Regions from separate parts of the Zea mays genome. Here region 2 is linked to region 1. The links are chromatin contacts, called in public Hi-C maps. All regions are on one chromosome and are shown on one strand. Each heading gives the region's core, a stretch centred on a gene start, on an enhancer-like site or on the middle of the called end of the contact. The rest is flanking DNA. Distances are from core to core; before and after follow the strand shown. Region 1 holds the start of LOC103626675 (myb family transcription factor IPN2). Region 2 has its middle 74 kb from the start of sbp12.

Region 1 (7,148 bases), core at 3,789-6,288:
TTTCTTACTGGTTCAAGGTGACTCCGAGCTTCATCTCCAGCCTTTTCTCGCCCGCCTTTTGTCCATATCATTTTTACAAACCTATTAGAGATGCTTCGGGCGAGATCAGGAATGTCATCTAGAATTGATGGTGATAAAGTGAAATTGGGCCTATTGACAATCTTTCCATGATCGCAGCCAGCTTTTAGGAAAGCTGCAGCAGTGCCCCGAGAAGCTACCCAGGCGCAGAAGTCACCGTGCCCAGCTATAACTTCGTCAAGCTCATCAATTTCACCTTCGATATGTTCAAAGATCTTTGGTAAATCTTCAGCTGACGGGGTGAATTTTTCACTGCTAGCTCCAACTGAGTGGAAAATTTTTCTCAGTCGTTGAATGTATTTGTTGCTAAATTCCAAACATTTTTCTTGAAGGTTTGCCAATAATTTTTTCAAATCTGAATTTTGTTGAACTTCGGCTTCAAGTTTCACACTAAGTTCTTGTTTTTCCTGTTCAAATTGTTCAGATTGACAGAGAAGCTTCGAATTCAATTCTGCTACTTTAGCTTCGGCTTCTGCCAATAAATCTTCAGTTGTCCGAAGCTCGAAGTCTTTCTTTTCAACAATAGCTGATTGCTCTTTTATTTTGCTCTCTAAGCTTTCAATTATAACTTCGTGTTTTTTGTCTTCTAAATCTTGCTGCATTTTCAAAGCCTTGCTCAGCAGCATACTCTGCAAGTAAACAATCTTCGTTAGGCATGTCTTCATCATTAAAAACAATAAAAGTCAAGGGAAAAGTAGTTTACCTTGAAATTAGAATAAAATAAACTACCAACGATATGTTGTCGTCGGTAGCGGCTGATGTCTGTTTCCAGCTTCGGAAAATCGATACTCTTTGATAGAGTACCGATGATCTTAGCTCCAGTTTGGTCTCGGATACAGTTCAATTTTTCATCGTCAATTCCCCCGAAGAGGAGTGCTCCTGGCTTATAACCGCAAGATTTGGCATATTCTTTAAGCTCTTCCATTTCGGCCTCTGACAATTCTTGTCCAATTAAATTTTGGAACATGAAGGCTTCGTCCTCTGAAGCTTCGTCAGCAATTTCCTTTTCTTTCCCAGAAGCTGCGGCCATGGCCTCTTCGGCGGCAGTGGTAGCTTCTTCTGTGGCCATGTCTAGCAGAATTTTATCGATATGCTCAATTGTGCTTTCCAAGTTCAAATCTTCGGTTGAAGCAGCTTCAGTAGCTGCCATCTCCGAAGGCGCAACTTCAATATTTGTTAGTCCTTCAGCCTCTGGTATCTTCTGAGCCGAAGCTCTCGGTGGTGTCTTGTCAATGACTTCTGTCACTGCGATGATTCTTTGTCTTTTAGTTTTAGTTGATTTCTTTGTTTGTTCGGGCTCCTTTTCCTTCTGAAAAAAACTTCGTCAGTTGAGGCCCCAATGGACTTAGCTTCATAGGCAGGGATTCAGTCATTACCTTCAAAATCTCTTCCACGTCAGTGGCAGAGGGTGATGCGGGGGTCTCCTCTTTGTCGGATATCTTTTGCTTCGGAGATAATACTTTCTTTTTCTTCGGAATATTCTTCTTTTTTGCTGGTTCCTTCTCATCTTTATCTGAAGCTTCGGCTACCCTTTTTCTTTTCCGGCCTTCGACACTTTTATTCAGATTTTCGTAGTCAGGGTATTCAAAACCCATGGCATCCAGCACTCAGTTCAATCTTCGCTTCGGACGGGTGCCGAAGGCCGCAGTCATCAACTGATCTTCTTTTTTGGAGTAATTGCCGAGTATTTCATTGCACATTACTTCAATTGTATCAAGCCACTCTTGGCAAGGTGTTTTAAAGTATTTCTTGAACTTGAAATAGTAAGGTAATCGCACAAGTTCTCCTTCTCTTTTCTCCCCCTCTAGCTTCGGCATTTTCCATTCTTTTAAACTAGGAAAAACCCTGAAAGCCAAAAACTCCTGCACCAGGTCTCTTGTACTGATATGCTCTGAAATAATTCTGAACTCATCTAACGCTTGTTGGGTTGGACCTTCTGGTGTCATGTTGCAACGAGGTCGGGTTTCTCCGAAGATTAGTTCAAGTGGACTTTGCACAAACTTCTCCTTGTCATCATCAACCTTGACATAGAACCACTCCGACTTCCAGCCTGCTGCCCATTTGCTTCGGTAGCTGATTATAGGAAACTTTGTGGTTTTCCGATAAGCAAAATTATAGCAACCAAAATTGTCATGCAATCCATCTTTTCTAGCCTTCGTCTGATAGTGCAGCTCGTGAACTCGGCAAAAGCTGTCCGCAAACGGTTCCACCGTTTGGCTTCGGAGGGCCCAGATATAAACATTGAGCCTAACGATAGCGTTAGGAGTCAGCTGATGAAAGTAGATTCCAAACCTATTCAATATTTCTGCAATAATCCCATTCAGGGGGAATCTCAACCCAGCCTTTAGAAAGCTCTTGAAAATAACTATTTCATCTTTCTCTGGCTTCGGGGTAGTTTCTTCCCCCCCCCCCCCCCGAAGCGAAGCAGCTTCTTCTGATTTTCACTGAAATAGCCCGACTTTACCATCTTGGAGAGATCACCTTTTGAAACAGTCGACTTTCCGAAGTCCAGGTGACTGGGTTTACTCGGCATGGCAATACGATAATCATCTTCGGGATCAGTTTCTTCAATGTTCTCTTCTTCTGCTTCGGCAGTTGCTTGTTCTACTTCAACAGTGGGGATTTCTTCCGAAGTTACCAGTCCGGATCGCTGCATTGCTTCGGAGATGGGAATAGTCTCCGAGCCTTCAGCTTCGCCTCCCTCACGCTCAACCCTAGCGGTATAACGCACTCTAGCCATTTAATTCTGAATTTGTGGGATTTAAATACTTTTTCTTCCGAAGTTTCTTCTTCTGACGAAGCAGGCTTTAAGCTGGAGCTTCGTTCGATTCCGAGAGTCAAGCTTCGGCTATGGTTAAAAATTTTGGCAGCAAAACAGTGCAAATAGCAATGAATGCTGTGGTAACTTCACACCTACTCATCTGTTTATATAGTACTGCAGGTAAGAAGGCGAAGCGCCAGGATTTTTACACCAGGCGGACAGCCGCTTGCACTCGCTGCGCGGTGGACCGCAGAGACCAAACAGTAACTCTGCAAGGTGGGACCGCTACGCGCTCGGAAACTGAATCGTTTCTCGGCAACGAGCTCAGGGAAGGTGTTTTTTGGACCTTCGGCTTTCCGAAGCTTAAGAGACTTTTTCTTTTCACGGATCAAGCTCGTTACGAAAAACGATCTAGCGTCGCGAAAGGGGCTACTGTTGGGACTATGCTTCGTCGCGCCGAAGGTCTTGAAGGAAGAAGCAGCTTCAGCTGAAGCTGTCCGCGTGCGATGACCGAAGCTTGATCTTCATAAAGCTTCGGAATTATGAACCGACTTAAAAGTAGAAAGACCTTTTAGTCCATAAGCGTTTGAGTCGTTATTGTAGACTTTCATGAAGGACATGGTTGTAAATTCTCACAGGCTGCGTCCTGTGCCTATAAATAGTGAACAGTACTCCTTTACTGTTCACGCTTTTTGATTCGGGTTTTTCACCATCTCATCATTTTGAGAACCAACCTTTGTCAAGGCAAAGGTATAATTGTATCCAATACTCAAATATATTGATTGAGTATAATATGATTCATTTACTTTTGATACTCTATATTTTATGTTATTTCGTACAATTTATCAACGTACGATTACGAAAACTCAACCTTCGTAATCGTATTGTCGTACGCCTTCGTCTAGAGTTCATTATCCCCGAGGGAATAATGCTTCACTGGACGAAGGTCATTATCATTTAATATTTTATGTTGTCTTGTTCTTGATTCATAGCGGTTGAGAACAAGTCCCCAACAAAAACAGTGTGAGTAATTAATAGGACATGTTCAAAGTAGTCAAATTTTTGTGCTCTAAATATGCGTTGCTCAGTGCCAACACTCCATCTCCATCTTTATGTTTGTTTGGCTTTAATTCATATCAGCTTCTATTACTTCTAAATATTTTTGTCTTTGAATTACAGTTGCAACAGTACAAATAGTTAGCTTTAATCCGAAGTGAATAGTTAAGAAACCCTGTACGTTTTAAGACGGTAATGAAGTGGCCATATCCCTCAGCTAGCGGGTATGACAGGTTAATAGAATAACATTTACATATTGAACTGCGCGCCTGTTTGTTTTTCTGGAATGGTCAAAAAGGGCCGGAGAGAATGGACACACTTAGTACAAACTAAAGGTGGATAACTTGCTTGTTTCTAGTGCCAAAGGAGAAGCAATGAAAAGTAGTACTGATCCTGCCATGTGTGTGGGACACACAAAGACAAAATCACGCGCAAGGTCATTAGATTTATTAGCCCCCGATATGTCATTATTAGCTAGCGATGTTCATGTGGGATCTAACGGTTCTGTCAAATTTTCTATGCATTATTATTTATACTGACTATATGTGTGGAGTGATACTGTTTCGTATAGCTCGATCTCCTGGATTTAACCTGGAATTCTCTAGCATTTTTGCCAAACAAAAGACTAAACAGAAATAGACATATACATGGCTCGATAATCTAGCCGCCTCTAGGAGCTTTTGTCCAACAAGCCTAAACAGAAATAGCTATACATGGTTACTATGTAATGCTAAGATCATTCTCCATGTATAGTTTCGTCGCGATGTTTTTAAGACTGTCATGTCCATATTTGTCTAGATGACAGTTTATCCAGAATTTCGTCTTTCTAAAACTCTCTCATCTCATAAAATGCACACTAAAAATGGCCTAAGGGTACTAGTAATAACACGCTTCATAAAAAAAAACTTTGGCCTCTCATCTTTGTGCTCAGAATTGAATTAAAGGAGGGATATGATCGAGGCCGAGGGGAGCCCTCAAGTTGGGTACGGCGGGTGGCTTTGTTGTTTTCCTCCGGGCCGGCCGGGGCAGCGCGCTGGATAGAATATCACACACACCATGGGCTTTGTGTAGGAGAAGACTCCTAGAGAGAGAAAGCGGTCGAGATGGAAATAAAGAGATAAGGAGACGGGGAGGCGGAGAGAGGAAAGATGGAGCGAGAGGAAACTAAAGCGCGCGACGCGACCCCATGGCAAAGAGAGAGAAAGCTAGCTGGGGAAAGAAAGGAACCACCGCGCGTACCCCCAGAGCCCCCGGCCCTCAGCGCAACAAGAGAAGAAGCTAGCTAAGCTACTACACGAGCTAGCTAGCAGCAGTCGGGCACGCAGCATCTATCAGGCAGCAGGCAGCACCACAAGGGCAAGCCCTGGTCCTCGTTCTCCGCGCCCCGCGCGAACCCTATTCCTTGTTCTTGAATCTCTCATCCCCAATCCCACGCCAGTACACACGCCACACACACACCCTGCAGCTAGCTGCGGCTGAGAGAGGAGAGGAGAGAGAATTAATTCGGGAGATCTCTCTAGAGAGAGAGAAGGAGATAGAGGAGGTTCGTGTGCGAGGCGCGGGGAGAATAGTAGACAGAATGTTCCCTTCCAAGAAGGCCACTAGTAGCGCAGCCGCAGCCGCAGCCGCCGTGAGCTCAAATGATAGCAGGCAGCAGGCGATGTGCGTGCAGGCCGACTCGGGGTCGGGCCTCGTCCTCACCACCGACCCCAAGCCCCGCCTCCGCTGGACCGTCGAGCTCCACGAGCGCTTCGTCGACGCCGTCACGCAGCTCGGTGGCCCCGACAGTACGTGTAGTAGTAGCTACTAGCTAGCTAGCTGCTGCTAGCTCCCTGGCCCGGTCGCTCGTCTTGGTTCTGATCGTTTCCTCCCTTTTTCTCTCACGCAGAGGCGACTCCCAAGACCATCATGAGGGTCATGGGAGTCAAGGGGCTTACCCTCTACCACCTCAAGAGCCATCTTCAGGTAGTTAGGGTTAGGTTTTCCTCTGCAGCCAGCTGCTACTTCCTTCGTCCTTCCTATACATACATATATTTTTCTGCTTCTGATTTTTATATATATGTATAACTTTGTTTGTTTCATTGATTGATCTTTTCGTGAGCAGAAATTCAGGTTAGGGAAGCAGCCGCACAAGGAGTTCAACGAGCACTCGGTTAAGGACGGTAAGACAGTAGTCTAGCTCCTTCACCGGCCAACAAGACACCAAATTTCCCTGCTGCACAGCACAGTTATATATACTAGTGTATATATACACACACACAAATTAAAGATTCGCCATTCAAAATTGCAAAGAATCAAGAATATATATTACTAATAATAACTGGCCTGATCTACGTACATCCGTACGTTAGGTGCTTCAATATCTGTAAATCTATATGTATGTATTTATACGTTCATATAATATACTAGTGTATATACACAGAAATTAAATTAAGATTCGCCATTCAAAATTGCAAAGAATCAAGAATATGTATTACTAATAATAATAACTGGCCTGATCTACGTACATCCGTACGTTAGCACTCGTATGTGCTTCAATATCTGTAAATCTATATGTATGTATTTATACGTTCATATAATATACATATATATGTAGCCTAAGTGTTCGTTCATCATCATTTCCTAGCTAGCTGCAAATTAATACGCGTGCGTCGTACTGTTAACGTTAATCTCTTCAAACTATGGCAGCGGCCGCAGCAATGGAGATGCAACGGAACGCCGCCTCTTCTTCAGGCATGATGGGAAGAAGCATGAACGAGTCAGTTGTTCACTTCATTTCATTTCATAGTAGCTAACTCTAGCTATATATACATGAAGAATTATTACTTTATATATGCTCTTCTTGAGTCCAATTCAAGTCCTTTTTTTTGCATCTCTAGAATAAACAAAAATATATATATATATATATATATATGTGCTTTTCTCGCTCTCATATATTGTTTGCTAGCTCCTGACAGCTCCCTTTTGCGGATCTTGCTGCATGGTTTATTTCAGCCGCAGCGTGCACATGAACGAGGCTATCAGGATGCAAATGGAAGTCCAGAGAAGGCTACATGAACAGCTAGAGGTATGCAATTAATTAATCTACTCCGATCGATCGTCCTAATTAAATAAAGCACATATATGAAATTCTCACAGAACTTGAGATCTTCTTTTTTGAAGCATACGAGGAAGTTTACTTGCCTCCACTTTTTGTGACCTTACCATGTTGCTGCTCATGGCCATGCATATGCAGACATCCATCATTAACTAG
Region 2 (6,465 bases), core at 371-2,870, 410 kb before region 1:
ATGCACACCCGAGAAAACTTCCCGGTCGGTCATCCATTCCAAATTGCTCCAAGCCAAGCACGCTTAACTTGGAGGTTCTTACGAGATAGACTTCTGAAAAAGAAGATGCACCTTGTTGGTATGGATACTCTATTAATTCTATTAAGCCTTAGGCCAGGATATCACCATCCCAGGGGCCAAGATATCACAGTGGTTGGGCCTATTTATACCCCCTCCGCCAGCCTCATTTAGGGTCTTGCTGCCCACATTCAAGTGTATTCATTGCTAGAGCATTGCAAGCCCCACAAAAGCCTAGCGAGGTGATTAGAAAATCTTAATCCCGTGTTAGGACCTCATTAGTGCACGTGAGAGCCACCTAGAGCACACACCACATGCATTAGGCTTCTCTTGGTCAAGTGAAAGTCTATAGCTTGTTACTCTTGGTGATCGGCATCACCTAGACGGCTTGATGGCGATTGGAGTGCGGTGATCACCCTGGAGGATTTGTTGGTGACCCAGCTTAAAATTGTACGCGGTCGTGAGGGATCCACCGCGCCGGAGTGGCAAAGGATCATCTCATAGAGAGCACTTGATTCTTGCGAGTACCAAGGGGGAGCGATACCCTTGCGCGGGTGCTCCAACGAGGACTAGAGAAGAGTGCAGACTCTTCGATAGCTCTGCAAAAAATTGGAGGAGTTTCTTACCCTTGCTTTACATTCCGCATTTATTTTGAGCATTTCTCTTTGTGCAATTGCTTAGCTAGTATTTGTAGTAATGACTTAGGGTTGTTGTTCATCTAGTAGTATTCACTTATTGCTAGTAGTTGGGTAAAGTTGGGCTCATACTTAGGGTTTAACTTTTGTTGGAATTTTAGAAAAGTCCAATTCACCCCCCTCTTGGGCATCGTGATCCTTTCAGGACTCGTGTCTCATATCTTGAGATAATATGAAGGTGGAATAAGTTTGCTAAATATGAAAAATTTTCACCACCGATATTAACAACTAGTTTGTGTAAGATGTGTTGAGATCCTTTTTGTTATCACTAGTATGCTAGGTTGCTATGTCTCATGCTCTATCTTAGTCATACTCTGCTAAAATTTAAATCAAGATAAGTGAAAAATAGAAAGATCAAGTTGTGTTTGCATTTGTCACCACATTGTATTGAGACTGCTTCTGCTTGCACATTTAGAAGAACTTGAGAAATATGGTGGCATTTTTGAAGTTTGCAGGCCTACCAAAAGAACAAGTGTTGGGGCTAGCAAGTATATAGTTTGGAAGTATGAGCATGGCAAGCCTCTTTTAGCCAGAGTTGGTCAAAGTACTTTCAACTCTTTTTATTCGGTCATGGACCAAACACCACTCATTTTTATATGCAGAGTCTAAAGTAAAAATTTACACCCAGACCAAACTTTCTAGTATATGTGGAATTACACATATCACATGTTATTTGCCAATAACACTTCACAACTTTTCCCCTTTTAGTGTTACCACTAAAGACAAGGCAACAAATTCCGTGGGTTGAACTCATTCGCACATTTAACATCTTTAATGAGAATAATAGACGAAACAAGAGATGTCCTGGCTTAAGGCCCATGCGTGAACGAGAGCATCCAACGACCTGTCTGATATATAGCCGTCCATTGAATCCGATTGGTTGACGACGAGAGGAAGTGAGAGCCGACACCGACAGGCACACGCGATTGGGGGCCATGCGCTGCCGTCGTCTGACGCCAGCCTACGCCAATTGCCAGTCAGCCAGTGCCATGACGGATGGCAACTGCCAACTGGGAGGGCCGGCCTTCTCCTGCAGTAGTCTCTCGTCCAGCCGGGGTTTTTATTTGCATTGGATTCTTTCTTCTTCCAGACAGCGGTCATGCATGCATCATGCAGAGCACTCGATCGAGCTGGGCTTAACATTCTAGCTCATAATCACTAGGCCGAAAGCACACTTTAAACGTCCTCGCTGGGCCACCCACCGAGTCATTTCAAACCTGAATTCAAATCGGCCCATACATATATCAGCCCCTGCAAAATGTCTGATCCGTGCTTTCCTACAAAAAAATGTCTGCTCCATGCACGCGGAGAGCCCCCCTCCCCCCCAAGTAAAAAAAGAGGGGATATTCTAATTCTATGTTTCATGGCCAGATTAAAGAGTAGGATGTTTTTAGTTTCAGCACGGGCCTTAAAACTTTTGACCAAGATCGGCGCAAAAAAGGTTTCGATTCTACGGATAGGGACTCTATTTTTCTATTTTAGGTATTATCTGATTTGCAAATATCCATTTCTGAATCCATGGAATGTGAGGATTAGAGATAAATTCATATATTCTGTCTAATCTACTTTCGAATCGATTGAAAAAAAAATTAATGAGGTAAAACACTATATAGAAAATGAGAGCTATCCTTTTATGATAGAGGTAGATTTTTGTTGTATTATTTGTTTTCTTGTATTATAGTTGTGTGCTCGTGCGTTGCAATGGGAACATATAATACAATTGATAACTTATGTACGTTGGGATGAGCATCGACATATATCTGACCGGATCTTCTTCTTTCTTGGGGATCTGGAGAAAAGCCTGTTCGGAAGCCAAACATGTTAAGACCTGATCATGTGCTGCCATTGTGTCTCTGATCATCATCAGCACATTGTTCGACGCTTGTATGAGTCTTGTTAATTTGCATGCCTCGTGCATAATCTCTCAACCATCAATTCATTATGGTATACAGAATTCATGTGAGTTGTGACAAACATTATCAAATTCATATAAATTATTTTAAAGAACCAATATAGAGTTTTATATGATAGAGAAATACATGTGGATTAAAAAATGCTAAACAAAAGATCTAAAATATAACAGTTCGATCAAGTTGCATAAGATGTACAATTTTCCAATTGCTTCTGCATTTGGAAGTCCACCTTTCTATGTTATCTTTGCTATTTCTGACTTAATAAAATCTAAATCTCTACTACTTATTAAGGCTGCAATAGTAGTCGGCCATTCCGCGTTCTGCCCATTCCGATTCCCTCCTCCCCGTGCACAGCCCATTCCCATTTCCATTCCCCCGTACAGCCGCCGCCTAGCTAAAATTAAAAAAATACACATAGCCCCAAGGGGATTTGAACCCACAACCTCTCAAGCAAATTTAGTAGTAGCTACCACTACACCACATATATATTTATGTCTACATCTATAACAGAAACACATCTACTACATCTCTCCCCAAGCCCACCTGCTATCATTGCACAATGCGTAGTATTAGATAAGTATCACCGAGATTCTTGAACTATATTTTTGGATGGAGTGAGTAGTATTTAAAGAAGAGCCTTACATGCAATTTCTTTTGTTTGAATAATATTTTCAACTTAAATTCCTTTTTTGCATGTGTGACATTTATTCTTTGTAATATTTTTTTCCATGGATCTGACTTGTGAGTTATTTTTATAAACCAACGCCAAACATGAATCCATGTTTCTTACTTGGAAACCCCGAACAAACATCATTAGCAGGAGGCACTCGTGTTGGGGTCGCTCATCGACGACAAGAAGAAACTTGGTGACTGCCAGTTCGACCTCTAGAAACAGCCCTACGTGGCCGCATGTGCCGCTATGTACGACAAGCTCTGGCGCCGCCACCGCTTGGACGCGGTGCAAAGCGGCTACTCCGCGCTGTCCATCGTCAAGCAGGGGGACCTCATGGTCGTCGCCAACATCGGTGACTCTCGGGTAGTTCTGGGCACTGCATTCAACGACGACGTCATCACGTCGTCCAGCTCATCGTCCACCTGAAGCCCAACCTGCCACGTAAGTCGCTACTGACTGGTCATGAATTCTTGTGCGCTGAGACGATGGCCGTTGCTGACGTTGTATGAGTGTCCTTGAACACGATGTATGTAGAGGAGTAGCGCATCCGGTGGTGCAACGGTCAGGGGTACTACCTTGCTGATGAGCCCGGGGTGCACTTCGTTTTACAGCCCAGCCAAGAGTCATCAGTACTCGGTATGTCGCGCGCGTTCGATGACTACTATATCGAGGACTGTGGCGTCATCTTGGCGTCAGAGGTGACGCAGAGGAGGACCGACAACAATGACCAGTTTGTCATCCTCGCCACCGTTGGGTAGCTTTTGTGCCGACTTGCCTTTAATTCTCTTCACAAACACACACTTGCCTTTTTGTTTAAGCAAAAGCGTATGGTGGTATGTGTCTGATGACTAACGATGTACGATGTAATTTCTTCCGATATGTGTGGAACGTGCTCTATAATGATGAGACCATGCAAATCGTGACATATATCGAAGTCTGCATGATACTGAAGGTTGCAATGTAGTGGTGAAACATATAGATTATAAATAACAAAATTTATGTATGGTCAGAATCACAAATTGATTATGAAACATTTTCTCATAACGGTATAACACACATTTTGTATATAAGTTATCGTAGTATACTCGTATTATATATTTCCGTTGCAACGCACGGGCATTCAACTAGTAGTATTGAACACTAAGAAAACTACAAAATGAGATGGAGTTGTGTTGACTGAAAAACATATGTATGTAGCATTTGGAATAAAAAATACACTTTAAGTATTCAAGTACCAGATAATGCCAGACAAGGGATTAATTCCACAGAGCAAAGTACAAAATCCATGACAAGATATTTCATAATAGATTTAAAAAGGGAAGGCTTTTGCTTAAAATATGAGGCCTTAATCTCAAAATGTGTATATGCGATATTGAACGGGTCACCACCAATGCCTACACAAGTTGACTGCCCCAAACCTACAGCTGTTGTTTGAAACACTCGTCAATAGAAATCAGACATGCATTAACCAAACATAGTCAGGTGCTCGTGCGTTGCCACGACTCACAAATTATTAATCTTTATTTTTGCATAATTTTAGATTTTTACCGTTTAAATGTGGGAGAGGAGAGAGAGGTGAATGGAATAGTAGAGATAAGATTTATAAGAAATAGGGATCTGCACCAAGAACATAAATACAAATTAATTAGCATATTCTTGCCCCCTCAAGTTAAAATCATGCATCAATAGTACGACAACAATACAAATCCGGTGTGCATACTACAGAACAGGAATGTAGGCATTACCTTAATTTAAAAAGTAATGTGCTAGTATTAGTAGTACCTTCTAGGGTTGAGTCTTCCTCAACACCCTTGTATGCCCAGTGGCATGATGCAATGATGTTCTCAGACGCATATCTTGCGATATTTATTTATAACCAGTCAAAAACTCAGAGAGTAATCTTACTTTACGAAGGATTTGAAACATAAAGAAAATTATGAAAATTACTGTATTAATCAACGAAAAAACACTCGATGCAACAACATACAAAGATCAATTAAATGCCCAAGCACAAAAAAATCTGAATGTGAAGCAAAGCATATATACATATCTGGACATATAGTCTGGTTCTTGCCGCATGCTTCCCAGCTGGACACTTCTCCGACCATTCTCTGTGCTACCGAGCGAATAAAGGTCTGAATAATTAACATTTAGCTTCTCTCTTTCTCTCTATCTATAGAAAACTCTTATCCTAGTTCCATATCATTATGTTTTTCTTCAGTGTGTCGATGTAACCGGCTACGCTGTCTCCATAGAAGTCGTCTTTAGTCGGCTAGATGATGCTGGGTTCCAAACCGGGCAATTAGTGAACAAAACAGAGCATGCCCTAGCATCTAGGTTCCTATAGATTTCAAGATCATGACTGATGATGTCCAGTATTTGACATACGTACATAGTGTAAAACAGTCTTCCTTGCGTACCAGTGGAAGTCGACGGTGTTCCCTCCTTTGTCGGAGTGAAGTGGCTATGGAGTACAGGTAGTAGTTGTGTTAGCAGTCAGTAGCATGAGCGATCATCCACATTGTTGATCTGATCAAACACACCAAATAGAGCACATCAAACCTTGCTTGCGGTTTGTACTACCTAGTGTATGTCTCTGATGAAGTGCGAGAGGAACATGAGCGCTTGTGTTATATTATTTGCACTGTAGAAAAGCAACGTTCATGACTGTTAATGACAAATTGTCCAAAACTTTGTAGAATTGGAGCATGCACATACGAGTAGTAGAGTAGCGACATTACATTATGGGGGAGAAGATCTCCCATAGGTGGGGAGCTAGGAGGTACAATTGTTGATGGCACCCACGACACACAGGCCCTTGACACCATCCTTGTCCTTGTAGTCCCTTGACGAAACAGAAAAAACGACGCATGACGACCATGAGCACAAGATTGCGTGTCAGATTCATCTTGGAACGAGGGGCGTGGTCGCTTACCGTCGTAGTTGTAGGTGTAGAGGAAGTAAGAAGAATTCGTTAATTACTGTTATAGAGAATAAAATGAAGTAGATGGCTTAATCTAGGCTGTCGAATGTCATTATCATAAGGCATATCCACTATGCTGCAAGCCTGGAACCTTTTATTCACGTAAAGTAAGCATGTGATGTGAACTCCGTCATGCTAGCTTCA

Evidence for each region. Hi-C and Micro-C count contacts between places; a contact is called where the count stands out from the background.
Region 2: a Hi-C map of leaf shows a contact between it and region 1, with 4 times the contacts expected there. The contact joins the enhancer-like site here to the promoter of LOC103626675 in region 1. A contact is called at or near these places in 2 of 25 Hi-C or Micro-C datasets (ear and leaf).

The regions. Positions count from the first base shown.
Region 1 is chr5:88,321,945-88,329,092 of Zm-B73-REFERENCE-NAM-5.0, reverse strand. It overlaps LOC103626675 (myb family transcription factor IPN2), which reads left to right and starts at 5,038. Exons shown (of 6, transcript XM_008647072.4): 1 at 5,038-5,682; 2 at 5,784-5,860; 3 at 6,000-6,057; 4 at 6,584-6,653; 5 at 6,890-6,962. The coding sequence starts at 5,475.
Region 2 is chr5:88,731,361-88,737,825 of Zm-B73-REFERENCE-NAM-5.0, reverse strand. No RefSeq gene overlaps it. Among protein-coding and RNA genes, the nearest start is that of sbp12, 74 kb to the left of the region's middle. Within about 2 kb of position 1,620, at least 17 of the 20 cell types and tissues checked have an H3K27ac peak or open chromatin away from gene starts, as enhancers often do. A contact at or near this core is called in ear and leaf, where this site is marked.